Regions from separate parts of the Sus scrofa genome. Here all the other regions are linked to region 3. The links are chromatin contacts, called in public HiChIP or PLAC-seq maps. All regions are on one chromosome and are shown on one strand. Each heading gives the region's core, a stretch centred on a gene start, on an enhancer-like site or on the middle of the called end of the contact. The rest is flanking DNA. Distances are from core to core; before and after follow the strand shown.

Region 1 (4,093 bases), core at 1,465-3,964, 140 kb before region 3:
TGGCCCTTGTGGCTCCGCATGCCCATTGCAGCCTCCCGCTAGGCTGTGCAACTCAGCCGTCAGTGGCCAGGATGATGGCGGTCCCGAAGATGCCCACACTCTCTCCAAGGAGCTTCATCTGGTTCCAGAACTCAACGCGCCGGGTGCTGTGCCAGTAGGCAACATTGCCATCAATGAGCAGCATGACCGGGGGCAGTAGTACAGCCAAGATCTGGGCAGCCAGGGTCACGTAGTAGCCTGACAGGAAGGCCAGCGCCAGGACGCCATACAGCACGAAGAAGAGCTGGATCATCAGCTCCCCTCCTGGGAGATGGTTCAGATACGCCAGCCGGTCCTCCTTGCTGTGCTGCAGGGAGTAGGCCTAGAGACACAGCGCCCTCTGAGGCTCTCCAACAGGCCAAGCAGCTTGTCCGGGGAAGGCCTCCCCGAGACACAAGCCAGCACCTACAGGGTGAGCTTCTAACTCCCTCCTCTGCCCAGGGGGCTTTCTGTGTCTCTCCCTCAGGCTAGGGAACACCATGAGGCTGGGGCCTCTGTGTCTCCCCACCCTGCGGGCTCGGAAAGGAAGAGGTTCCACAGTCAGACCAGGACTCTCACCTCTGAACACAGAACCCTGCACATGGGAGATGGTGCCCAGGAACTAAGATGAAGCCAAGTGACCCAGGGCCTGTCCACGTCCCCATCCACCCCGGCCTCCCCTAGCACCCAGGATATAACCGGTTCTGCCAGGCAGCCCCATCAGCTCCAAACCTCCCCTCTGTCCCCTCTCCCAATCCTCTGGGGGCTGAAACCGTGAGAGGAGCAGGCCATCTTGCTATCCTGGCTCTCAGGCTTAGGACTGAATGGTCGATCCACCCTCTCCTCTCCCGGGTGGCCATCATGTTGGAAGAAGGGACTCTGAGCCAGCCCTCAGTCTCTTGAAGGTCCCCCAAGGCTCAGAAGCTGGTCAGGGCAACTGCCAGGAGCCAGGTCATCAGGAACTGCATGCGAGGCCTCATCCTGCCCACCTCCCTGCATTCTGCCAGGCTCAGGCTCACAGCTCACTCCGTCAAGCATCTCCAGTCAACCGTTCCCCCAACCTACCACGCAGATGAGGTAGATGCCCAGGAAGACCTGGCCGGTGGACTGAAGGGAACGGCTGCGGGGTTTCCGACGGTACAGCTCCCCGGCGCCGCTGGCCAGCACAAGAAAGCCGCCGATGATGGCAACTGTGCGCGAGTACATGCGGACCTAGGCCGAGGCGAGGGGACCCCAGTCAGGAACTGAAGCCACCACAGGTCTGCTGGCTGCCCGCAGCGCAGAACTGCCTGCCCATCTCGAAGCATCCCACTCCACGTGATGAACCCTCTTAGCATTTCCAAGTGTGGTGGGCAGGTAGAGCAGAGATAGATAACTCTTTTTATCAGAAGTGAAAAGTGAGGCCCTGAAGGGTTAATAAAGTCGTCCAAGGTCCTACACAAAGTAAGCGGCAGAACCCAGATGCCAAGCATTGCCCCCCCTCCCCACCCCAGTTCTGCTCCCTTGAATCCCAGTGTTCTTTCTGGTGTACAGTATAGTCTGTTCCACAAAGTAACCACTGATCTCACTGTCCTGCAGCTATTCACACATCTGCCTCCCCTACTGGACTGACAGTCCATTCCTTGAGGGTAGTGCCTTAGTCCAGGCTTTTCTCCAAGCATGTAGTGCCTAGCACAGGTTCTGGCATTTACAGGCTTAAATGCTGCCCTAGGATTAATTAAATTTCATAAAATCAGATGGTCAGATCAGATATTTCAAAGGTCCTTTTTGTCCTATGAGTCTGAGATAACAGACTACATCCTAAACCAAGGATTTAAATGTAAATGTAATGCCAACTGTGGTGTAACTTTGGGAAAGTCTGTTTCCCACCTCTGGACCTCAGTTTCCACACTTTGAAAGGCAGGCTTGTGTGGTCTCTAAATCCTTCTGTTCTGCGATCTGTGATAATCTCTACAAGCCTGGGGTTCCGCCTTCTCAGGCTTCACCCAACTGTGCCGGGCACTGGCTCCTCGTCATCCCAGCGAGGTCCCATCTAGGGCCGAGGTGCTCACCTTCAGCCAGTCCCCGTAGTGGACGTAGCCCCCGATGTAGGCGGCGTAGGTGCTAACGGCCAGCTGGAGTGCGGCTCCCAGCGCGAACCAGCGCCGCTTCACTCCAAAGGACATGAAGCTAGCGCACAGCACGGCCGCCCCCATGTCGAAGTACAGGTAGGGCACTGGGATGTCGGGCTTCCTGTGAGCCGGGAGGTGGGAAGGAACAAGGACAGAATGAAGCAAAGAATGAAGCGGGAAGAGCCTCGGGACACCCTGAGCTCCCGCAAGCTCCACTGCTTCCCCAAACCAGAGCCCCCCTCATGGCTAGGACCCCGCACTACCCTCGCTACCCACCTTGCTCCAGACCAGAGTCCCTAACAAGTTTGAGGCCCCAAATCCCCCCCAGTACAAGCGTCCCAACTTTCTGGGCCCCGACTTCTTCCCCACCTCACCGCACCCCCGTTCCTGAGACGGGCCGGACAGCCCCCACCACGTTCAGCGACCGCGCGGAGCCGCTCACCGGCGCGCCTCGGCCCTCTCAGCGTACAGCATGAGCTGGCTGAAGCAGCCCCAGAAGGGGCAGCGTGTGAGCAACACGGAACCCAGCTGCATGATCAGCTGCAGCATCCACCGTCGCGAACCCATCTTCGACGCCATCTTGAAGAAGGGCAGTCCGCCGCGGCCTCACCCCGGCCAGGGAGGTGGGTGAGGGCAATGCAACGCGCAACTTCCGGGCCTCGCGAGGGTTTTTTTTCCCCTTCCGTCGGGAAACAAAGCTCTCTTTCTCTAGTTCTGGACCGAGGGAAGTGTTCTAGCTGCGGGGTTCAGCCTTAACTTCTGCCCACTGAGGCTTAAGGGCCCCTTCGTGTAGCTGTAAAATTGAAAATTAGAGTAGAAAAAGGAACAGTAAACGAACTAACTTTTGAATGCATCTAAACCTGGGCTCCAACCCTATCGCCTTACACTTCACAAGATATATCTGGGAAAGGGGGACAGTGCTGGTCCTAGCACATGGCGGGTTCAATAGTGTACACACACACACACAACCCCCACACCAGAGGAAACCCTCTGCTTCTGCTTAAGTTCAAAGTAGGAGGGTCTTCTAAGAGCCACTCCTGAGAAGTCTGGCCCTGGTCTGCACTTCTGCTGTCCCCTGAGAGAAGAGAGCGCGCTGATGTGGACATGAGACATCTCAATCAGTGTGTTTTTCTCCAGCTCGGTGCTCCCACTCTAGCCCAAACCACCACCTTTTGTCAGTTTAACTGCAGTAGGCTTCCACCGGTCTTCCCCACTTCTTTGTTTTCAGCTCCTCGGTGTTTTGCTTTTTCTTTTTTCCTCTTTCTAGGGCCACACCCAGCAGCATACGGAATTTCCTGGGCCAGGGGTGCTGCGCCCGCTTTTGCAGAAACACCAGGTCCTTAACCTACTAGGCCACAGGGGGAACGCCTCGGCTCGCCCATTTTATGTTCTCATAACCATCAGGCACCCTTCCTTTGATTCACTTGATATATTGGCAATTATATACTTGTGATTTTTTTGTTTGTTAATGACTAGATTAACACTAGATTGTGAGCTCCATGAGGGCAAGGATAACATCTCCTTTTTTTACTATTATATCCTCAGGGCCTAGGAAGATGCATTCATGAATTGTGTGCTGCATAGATAAATAAACACAAGGTGTTACCACTACGTTTTGTCTCAGTAATTATGTGTTGAATAAATAAGCAAAAGTTCTGGGCACTCTGGGATTGCCACCACAACGCTACCCCTACCTATCTTCCTCCACCCCCACCCTGCAACATATAAATTCATCTTCTAATACTGAAGTTAAGACTACAAGTACTTCCATTAGGCCTTTTAATTTGGGAAATCTGTTTCCATTTCCCTGGGGGTAGTGAAGGGAAGAGGGCTGGTGTCCAAATAACATTTCTGACAATGTGAATTTAAAATTCACCATCATGGGAGTTCCTGCTGTGGCACGGTGGGTTAAACTCAGGCATTGCCACAGCTGTGATGCAGGTCACAGCTTCGGCTTGGATTTG
Region 2 (3,900 bases), core at 575-3,074, 220 kb before region 3:
CTACCTGATTTTAATAAAATCCTCTTTACTCTCATCCGCCACCCAGGCCTGAGCTGGTCATCTGAGCTTAGAAAGTAGAAATTACAAAGGTGAAAGGATGGCTCCCCTTCCTGCTGGGTCTGCCTCCTCAGGACAAGGAGGAAAGAAGCTTCGGAGAGGAAGGGCACCCCCCCCCCGTCAGGCTGGCACCCAGGCTGGAGCAGTGCCCAGGATCCACTGTGCCAGGTAGTGCCCCGGATGCCAACTCCTGTTGTCCCTATTCCTAGAGAGCGTCGCGGAGGGATCCCTTCCTCCCCCCTCTCAGGTTCTGAGGACCTGGAACCTAGAGCCTTCTCCTGGCTGGCGCTACTCTCTCTGACAGTTACTGGCAAAGAGAATTCCAGATGTCCTCCTTCCCCAGAGGTTGGAGAATGGGAAGGGGCAGGGAGGTCCTGTCCCCAGAAGTCTTGCCCAGCCAGCCTGGGTTTTCTCCCTGGGGAGTCGGTTCCCACGACATAGGCTAGCTCTGCCCCACCCCCACCCAAGCCTTGAAGAAGGCGGGGTCCGGCTGTGCCCACAGGAGAACAGAAGTGCCAGGCAAGCCAGCCTGGCTCCGAGCCAAGGTCAGGAGCCCAGGCATCTGGGAACCCGCAACTCGGCTTCCTGAAGCCTGAGCCCTGTGCCCCCTCACCCCTACCTCCAGGCTCTCCACTTCGTTCAGGGTTGCTAGATGATGCGGGCCCACCGGGAAAGGGGGAGGTTTCCTCCAAGCTCCATCAACACACGTACAAAGAGATGTAGAGAAGAAAGGTCTGACAAAGGCGCTTTGCAGACCGACAGGTCGTGGGGAGGCGTAGACAGACTGAGGGATGGGGGCCTAAGTGGTCGCGGGGGCCAGCATGCACTGAGAATCAGAGCGCCCCGGCCCAGGGTCCAGCACTAACACGTTGGGCGCTAGGACCTAGAGGGAGGGGGTGTGTTGCGAGCCATCAAAGAAGGCTCTTTGCTTGAGCGCCCGCTGGAGACCAGGGATGAGGTCACTGCATGGCTGCCCCCACCCCGCCCCGTCCTCACTCTCCCCCGGCCCCCGCCCCAGTTGACCTAACTTTCCTGGCCCTGGCTCCTCGGTCCTGGCACCGATCCCTTCCCAGGTCCCCAGATCTTAGCCTTGGCCCCGCCCCAGACCCGCCCCCTCTACAACCTGAGAGGCGGAAGCAGCAGCACACCCCCTTCCCAGGACCCCCTCCCAGGAAGGATTGAGGTGTTGGTCTCCTAAGGTGGCCGGGGAGCCACGGGGACCCACATAATCTCTGTCTTGCGCCCCCACCCCTGGAAGAGCTAACAGCGCGATTCTTACGTAATGCCTGGCTCTGAAGTCCCCAGAATCCGCACAGCCCCTGGAGAGGCCGCACGGACACCAGCGCCCCGAACAGCTCACCCGCTCTGTGCCTGACGTCACTTTGGAGCCCTCACCGCGGGGGCGGGGATGGGCAGCGTCAGTGGGCAGCGGGGTTTGGTCTCTCTCTAGACGGACCCTAGAAAAGGGGGTGGGGGCGGTTGGTGGAGATGCAGGCGATGGCCCTGAGCATAGAGACCAAGGGAGATGAGATGCGGAGAAAGGGCCCTAGGTGCTGCGCCAGAACGAAGAGGAGACAGGGCCCTGGGATGGGTGCTGTCCTGGGGCCGAGGGGGCGCCTACCTGAGCCCCTGGAGGCCCCTAGCTCGGGGTGGCTCCAGCACAGCCCGGCGCTCCGCGTTTATTGCTTGTCAATCGCTACCCCGGCTCTTAAAGCGGCGAGGCCTCCAGTGAGCGAGGGGGCGGAGACCGAGACTGGAGAGAAGGGGAGGCGGGTATAGACGCAGTGGGACGACCTGGAGGTAAGCAGGCTTTTCAAGCAGCTAGTGGGTGGGCGGGGAAGTGGTGGTTTGGGAGACACTGCACAGATCACGACCACCCACCCCAACACACACGCGCTTCCCACTCAAGAAAGCAAAGACTGGGACCTGTAGCCACTAGCATCCCTCGACTCACAGCAATCCCTTAAAAGGGCGATGCTGAAAGATTACCCGCCCCTTCTCTCAGCTTAGATCCGAGGACCAGTCCCCGGGGTGCCTCGGCTTTCCTCATTATCCAGTTTCCCAATGAGAAAAGGGAAAAGGAGGAGTTTAGGGAGACCCCCAAGTAGCAAAAGACCCACTCCCATAGGGCCTCCGTCCCACGGGCAGCTTTTAAGGACTCAGCGGTGAATGCCTGGATCCCAGAATCTCTAGGCGAATTTGCAAAAAAAGAAAAGAAAGAAAAAAAGGGGGGGTGTCCTCACGAAAAGGTTGAAGACTCTATTTGAAGACTGGAAGGGAGAGCTTATCTATACTCCTGTCTATGGAGCGCAGAACGAAGGCACTCGCTATCCCTCAGAGTACCATTTCAAGAAATGAAAAAAATTTTTAAACCTTGTTGCACGTGCAGCCGAAGATCTGAGCATAGAAGAGATACTGCTACGGCTTCGGAATACTGACGACTCAGACAGGAGACCACCCTTCACTAAGTGCGAAGAGACTTCGGGGCCAGCGGTGATATTACTCTGGCTGCGGTGCCCCACCCCAGCCCTTCCAGTTGCGCTCTAGAATATGCAGGGCTCCTAAGATCAGGAAAGGACAGCATCCTGCAAACTTGCTTGGAAATCTCAGAAATGGGTTTGACTGGGAAATTCATCCTGGAAGCAGGGGATTGGTCCCCGGGTCTCAGGACACTCAGCGAGCCCCAGAGCTCCAGAGAGCATAGGTTTGGGTAGAGGTAAGGGGGAAAGCCACAGAACAAAGCCAAACTACTGAAAGCCCTGATATTTTGCAATGCTCGCCCACCTCTTACTGAAGAAAGTTAGTTAGCAACCCCAGATGGCAGAGGCTGGAAATGCAGGCTTCCATAACCTCCCAAAGAGGCTTGTTCCAGCACAGCTTCCAGCCCTCTTCTCTGCCTTCAAGCCAGAAGATCTTCCTAATTCAACTTCAGATTTCCCCTTCCCACTATGAGCATTACCCTCCACTCTCACCTGTCCACCTCTGGGCAGTGAATCACTTGGCCATTTGCATTTGGTTGGGAAGTGGAAAGATCTTGAATCATTGCAAAGTATTAATTACTTTTCTCAATCAGGCAACTATTATCCCATAGCAACCCACAGCAGACTCAATTTCAATCAAGATCCCCAAGACAAGATGGGAGCCCAGATTTTGGCCCACTAGAAACGTGGAGCCCAATTCATTACTCTTACAAGTTGGCTTTCTCTTTAGTCAGTCAACAGGCATCTCTCCAAAAGGACCTTATAGAATGCCCGTCCCTTGCATGTGTTCAGGACCTTACAACTGACAAATTGCTTGATCCTCACAATAAGCCCATGAGGTTACAGAGAAGAGAGAAACATTTCCCGATGCAGAGTAGGATGCTCTTATTCTGTTCCAGATAGGGTGCCTGCTTCAGTGATACTGAGTCAGATACCAGCTTTGGTGCCAGCTTCAGTGATTCCTAAAGGTTGAGGTCCAGGAGTGGAGGTGTCAGACACAAAAAGTACTTTCTGGTAGTATAACTGAATGTCATAACTGAAGTGCAGCAAAAGTGCTAAGCAGGACCCCAAAGGAACGAGGGTGCTACAGGTGGGAAACAGAGTAACTGGGACAGGAAGCAGATTTGAGGGATCCACAATGCAGCCCATGGAAGTTAGGGACTGTCCCTTCGGCAGGTAGGATGGGGCAGTGGGGGGAGAAAGGGGGAGTGAGAGAGAGTGAGGGGGAGAGTTCTTTCCCTTTGGGGTCTGTAATTAACCCTGTCTTCCTCCCTGCCTCTGCCCCAGAGGTTACAATGGTGCAGGCAGTGTCTCTACTTCCTCTAAAAATCAAGATTTTCCAGGAGTTCCGGTCTGGTGCAGT
Region 3 (3,984 bases), core at 626-3,125:
GGCAACGCTGGATCCTTAACCCACTGAGCAAGGCCAGGGATCATGAATACTATCAGATTCGTTTCTGCTGAGCCATGGTGGGAAGTCCAACTCAGTGCTCAAATATTCATTGAGAGCCCCTGAAACTGCTCTTCTCTCTGTTTGGAAATTTGCTTGGTAAATCTGTACTCATTCTTGAAAATTTTCTTTAACTGAGCCTGATGCCCTGCTCTCTCTCGTGTTCATCAAAATAAAAATACCAAACTTGGAGTTCCTACTGTATTGCAATGGGATTGGCAGTGTCTCTGCAGCACTGGGACACAGGTTTGATCCCCAGCCTGGCACAGTGGGTTAAGGGTCTGGCACTGCCACAGCTGTGGTGAAGGTGGAGATTTTGGCTTGGATCTCATCTCTGGCCTGGGAACTCCATCTACCAGGGGGCAGTCAAAAAAAAAAAAAAAAAAAAAAAGAAAGAAAGAAAAAGAAAGAAAGAAAACTACACTTTAAACCCAAAAGGCACATTTATGCAGAAATTAAAACTGCACCATTTATTTCACAAACACAATGTTAATCAAAAGAAGTCAGACAAAAGAATTGAAAGCAGGGGATCAAACCCACAACCTCATGGTTCCTAGTTGGTTTGTTTCCGCTCCAATAGTGACTTCTCTTTGGAAGATAGTGGCTGGAAGAGGACTGAAGGGAGGTTTTGGGGTATCTTTTTATTTCTTAAGACCTGGTTCCCCTGGTCTGTTCTGTGGTGAAAACTATTGAGCTTTTCGCTTTTTAGCTTGACCATCTGCATTATTTATACTTCTTCAATCCATAGTTCACCAGAGTAGTTCCCTTCGTGGCTCAGTGGTTAATGAACACGACTAGTATCCATGAGGAAGCCAGTTCGATCCCTGGTCTTTCGCAGTGGGTTAAGGACCCTGTGTTGCCAGGAGCTGTGGTGTAGGTCGCAGATGAGGCTCAGATCCTGGGATCCTGGGTCTGTGGTATAGGCCACAGCTACAGCTCCAATTCCACCCCTAGTGCCTGGGAACCTCCGTATGCCACGAAGGTGGCCCTAAAAACAAAACAAAACAACAACAAAAGATAACACTTATGGAGTTCCCATCCTGGAGCATTGGAAACAAATCCGACTAGCAACCCAGAGGTTGCAGGTTCGATCCCTGGCATCACTCAGTGGGTTAAGGATCTGTTGTTCCTGTGAATTGTGGTGTAGGTCACATAGGCAGCTCCGGAAAACAGCAAAAACCACAGAACCTCTTTAGAACAAAATTTAATTGCAAAAATCCAGATAAATTCTTGTAAATTAAACCTGTCTTTTTGGGGGCTCTTGCCATTCCTGTACCCCAAGCCTAGAAAAAAAATCAGTGCCTTCTTTGAAATGCTTTCTCACCTTATTTACCAAGGTGCCACACTATCTGGAGCCGCAATCTCGAAACACCGAATGGTTGGTTACTAAATCGTCTCCTCGCCTGGCTCCCGACTGAGCCCTGATTTGAACTCGTGGCGCTCAGAAAGACCAGTGCCTGCTGATTCCGCTAACCCAGAGCTCAGTGCGCGTTGTTGGACAGTAATAAGTCCAATCAGTCTGGGAAGTTGGGAGCAAGACCGGATAGAGAAAGCTGCGAAAGAGGAAAGGGTAGCTCTAGATTGCCCAGAGGTGCCATCCAGCTTTGACGTCCAGACGCGGAGCCACGCCCCTTACCCAAGCACCTCCCCTAATTCCCTCCAGGGCCCACTCCTCACCCCTAGCTCTTTAGGCCCCGCCCACCAGGCGTGGCTCGGCCCCGGGAGGGCCAGGATCCCGCCAACAACGACTCCGCCCCTCCTTCCGCCGAGAAACCTGTCCCTTTTATTTAAAGAATACGTTTACGTCAGCCCGCTTTACGTAGCTTTTCGTCATCAGTGCAAGGCGCAGAGGCGGAACTTCCTGTCTCTGGTTCTAACAGCTTCCGGGAGAAGCCGGAAGAGACTGGACCCTGAACAGAATTGGGGCTAGTCAGCCCCCTCCCCGATTCCCTAAAGAAAGGTGAGTCCATGGGCCGTCTTGACGAAGTCAAAACACTTAGTTTGGCCGTTTCAGGTGAGGACCTCCTTCCTTATCCAGGTGCGGTACCGGTCCAGTCCCCCTTTAATTTCCCATGTTCCCCCGCGTACTCAAGCCCCGCCCCCAGTTCCCCGGCCCCGCCCCGAAGTTTGAGGGGTGTGGATGGTTTGTGACCCCCTCACCCTCCCTTACCCCTCTTGGGCCGGAAGAACTGGGTCTGGGAACTGTGGCGGGGAATAGACAGCCTTTCGGCTCGGCTGGACCTACGGACCCCTCCCCAGCGTCGCGGGAATAGGACCGCCCAAACGCGGAGCCTTCGCTTCAGATAGGCAGGATCGGGGACCCTTCCTCACCGCGCCATCAAGGGTCGCTCACAGATTGAGGAGAGAGCAAAGGCCTCCGCCGAGGGAGACCTGGGGTCTTGCCCGGCCCCTCCCACAAAAGTTCCCTGTGCCTGTGCCAGTCGTGTTTGCCTCTATTCGCCGCAGTTTTCTTTTCTGTAAGTCAGGGTTAATGATATTAACCTTACCATCAGGGGTTAGTTGTGAGAGTGATAAATGATTGCTACTATTTGTTACTGAACAATTGCAATGTGCTGGGCACTGTGCTAAGTATTTTGCTTCGATGATCTCTCCTCATCTTCAAAACGACCTTATGAGGTAGGTACTATTTTTAATCCCATTTTACCGATGAGAACGCTGAGGCCCCGAGGAATTTAAGGTTACAGAGCTAGTAAGAGGCAAGACGGGGTTTGTAGTTTGGGTTTGTTTATTTGTTTTCTGACTCCAAGGCCCATGTACTATTGGAAATTATTCAGATGTTGATATATTCCACAGATATTCTTTGAGCAACTGCTATGGGATTATGTTGGGCTCTATGAGACACAGAAAAATACATGTGATCCTTGTCTTCCAGGAGTCTGGTAGAGAGATGGACAGGTAGATAAGTATAATGAAGTTTTATAGATGCTGTGAGAACAGGCTGGTAACGACAGTCATTAGATGGGATTTGCCCAGGGACAGCTATGAAAGCAGCAGATCTCAAAGGGAAAGAGTAGGGACTCCAAGGAGCAATAGAGATCCTTACTGCCTTTCTAAGACACTGCCAAGGGAGGAGGCCACCTTACAAGAAGAAAGATTGCAAAATGGATTGTGAGAGCCATTTGGAATCTTGTCCAAATTAGTTCCACGCAGGTAGCGGTTTTGTAGTTGTGAGCCTGTGGTAACCCAGGAGGGTGGTGTTTCTGTGTGTGTGTCCTGCTTCACTGCCAGGAGAATTTCAAGAGGAGGCAGACACAGTGTCTGCTGCATAGGGTCTAGTGATGGCCCCTACAGAGTTGTCCCTTTGAGGTGGTCTCACTTTGCTTTTTTTTCTTTTTTGGTTGCCCCAAGGCATATGGAGGAGTTCCCGAGCCAGGGCTCAGATCCCAGCCACAGTTGCCACCTACGCCGCAGCTATGGCAACACCGGATCCTTAACCACTGTTCCGGCCCAGTCGGCCCAGGGATCGAACCTACATCCTGGCACCGCAGAGACACTGCCGATCCTCTTGTGCCAGAGTGGGAACTCCTGGCTTTGCTTTTGATGATAGATTAATTTTCTTCGGCTCTTAACAGCTGGACCTAAATCCATGACCATGAATGAGATTGGGTTCAAATGAGATAACCTGGCCAGAGTGGCCGTGCTGTGCCTCCCAAAAGGACCCCCAAGTAAAATATTCCAGGCTTCTTTAGTCTCTCTGAAGCTGCCTTGGAGGCCTTTTGCCAGGGAGGTGTCGTCGTTGTTTTACCGAGTGGTAGAAATCCTAGAGAAACTTAGGTCTCAAAGAAGCCAGTGTCTTCCCTACCTGTCAAAAAGCAACAAACAGTAGCAGTAGCAGCAACAATGAAACTGTAAGCTTTCCTTGATGACCCATGCTCATTGGGGGGTTGGAATGTGAGACAGGAAGGG

Evidence for each region. HiChIP or PLAC-seq counts read pairs in DNA pulled down with a chosen protein or histone mark.
Region 1: an H3K27ac HiChIP or PLAC-seq map of alveolar macrophages shows a contact between it and region 3. The contact joins the promoter of TMEM101 here to the promoter of TMUB2 in region 3. A contact is called at or near these places in 3 of 5 promoter capture datasets (fetal liver, fetal skeletal muscle and liver), 3 of 47 Hi-C or Micro-C datasets (alveolar macrophages, liver and skeletal muscle) and 1 of 2 datasets of contacts at active chromatin or transcription factors (alveolar macrophages).
Region 2: a contact with region 3 is called in an H3K27ac HiChIP or PLAC-seq map of alveolar macrophages. The contact joins the promoter of MPP2 here to the promoter of TMUB2 in region 3. A contact is called at or near these places in 1 of 47 Hi-C or Micro-C datasets (heart right ventricle) and 1 of 2 datasets of contacts at active chromatin or transcription factors (alveolar macrophages).

The regions. Positions count from the first base shown.
Region 1 is chr12:19,164,254-19,168,346 of Sscrofa11.1, reverse strand. It overlaps TMEM101 (transmembrane protein 101), which reads right to left and starts at 2,714. Exons shown (of 4, transcript NM_001244685.1): 1 at 2,572-2,714; 2 at 2,070-2,250; 3 at 1,084-1,230; 4 at 1-361. The coding sequence starts at 2,708. The coding sequence ends at 53.
Region 2 is chr12:19,237,481-19,241,380 of Sscrofa11.1, reverse strand. MPP2 (MAGUK p55 subfamily member 2) reads right to left here and starts at 1,824. Exons shown (of 13, transcript XM_021066901.1): 1 at 1,679-1,824.
Region 3 is chr12:19,022,116-19,026,099 of Sscrofa11.1, reverse strand. It overlaps TMUB2 (transmembrane and ubiquitin-like domain-containing protein 2), which reads left to right and starts at 1,875. Exons shown (of 3, transcript XM_021066887.1): 1 at 1,875-2,017.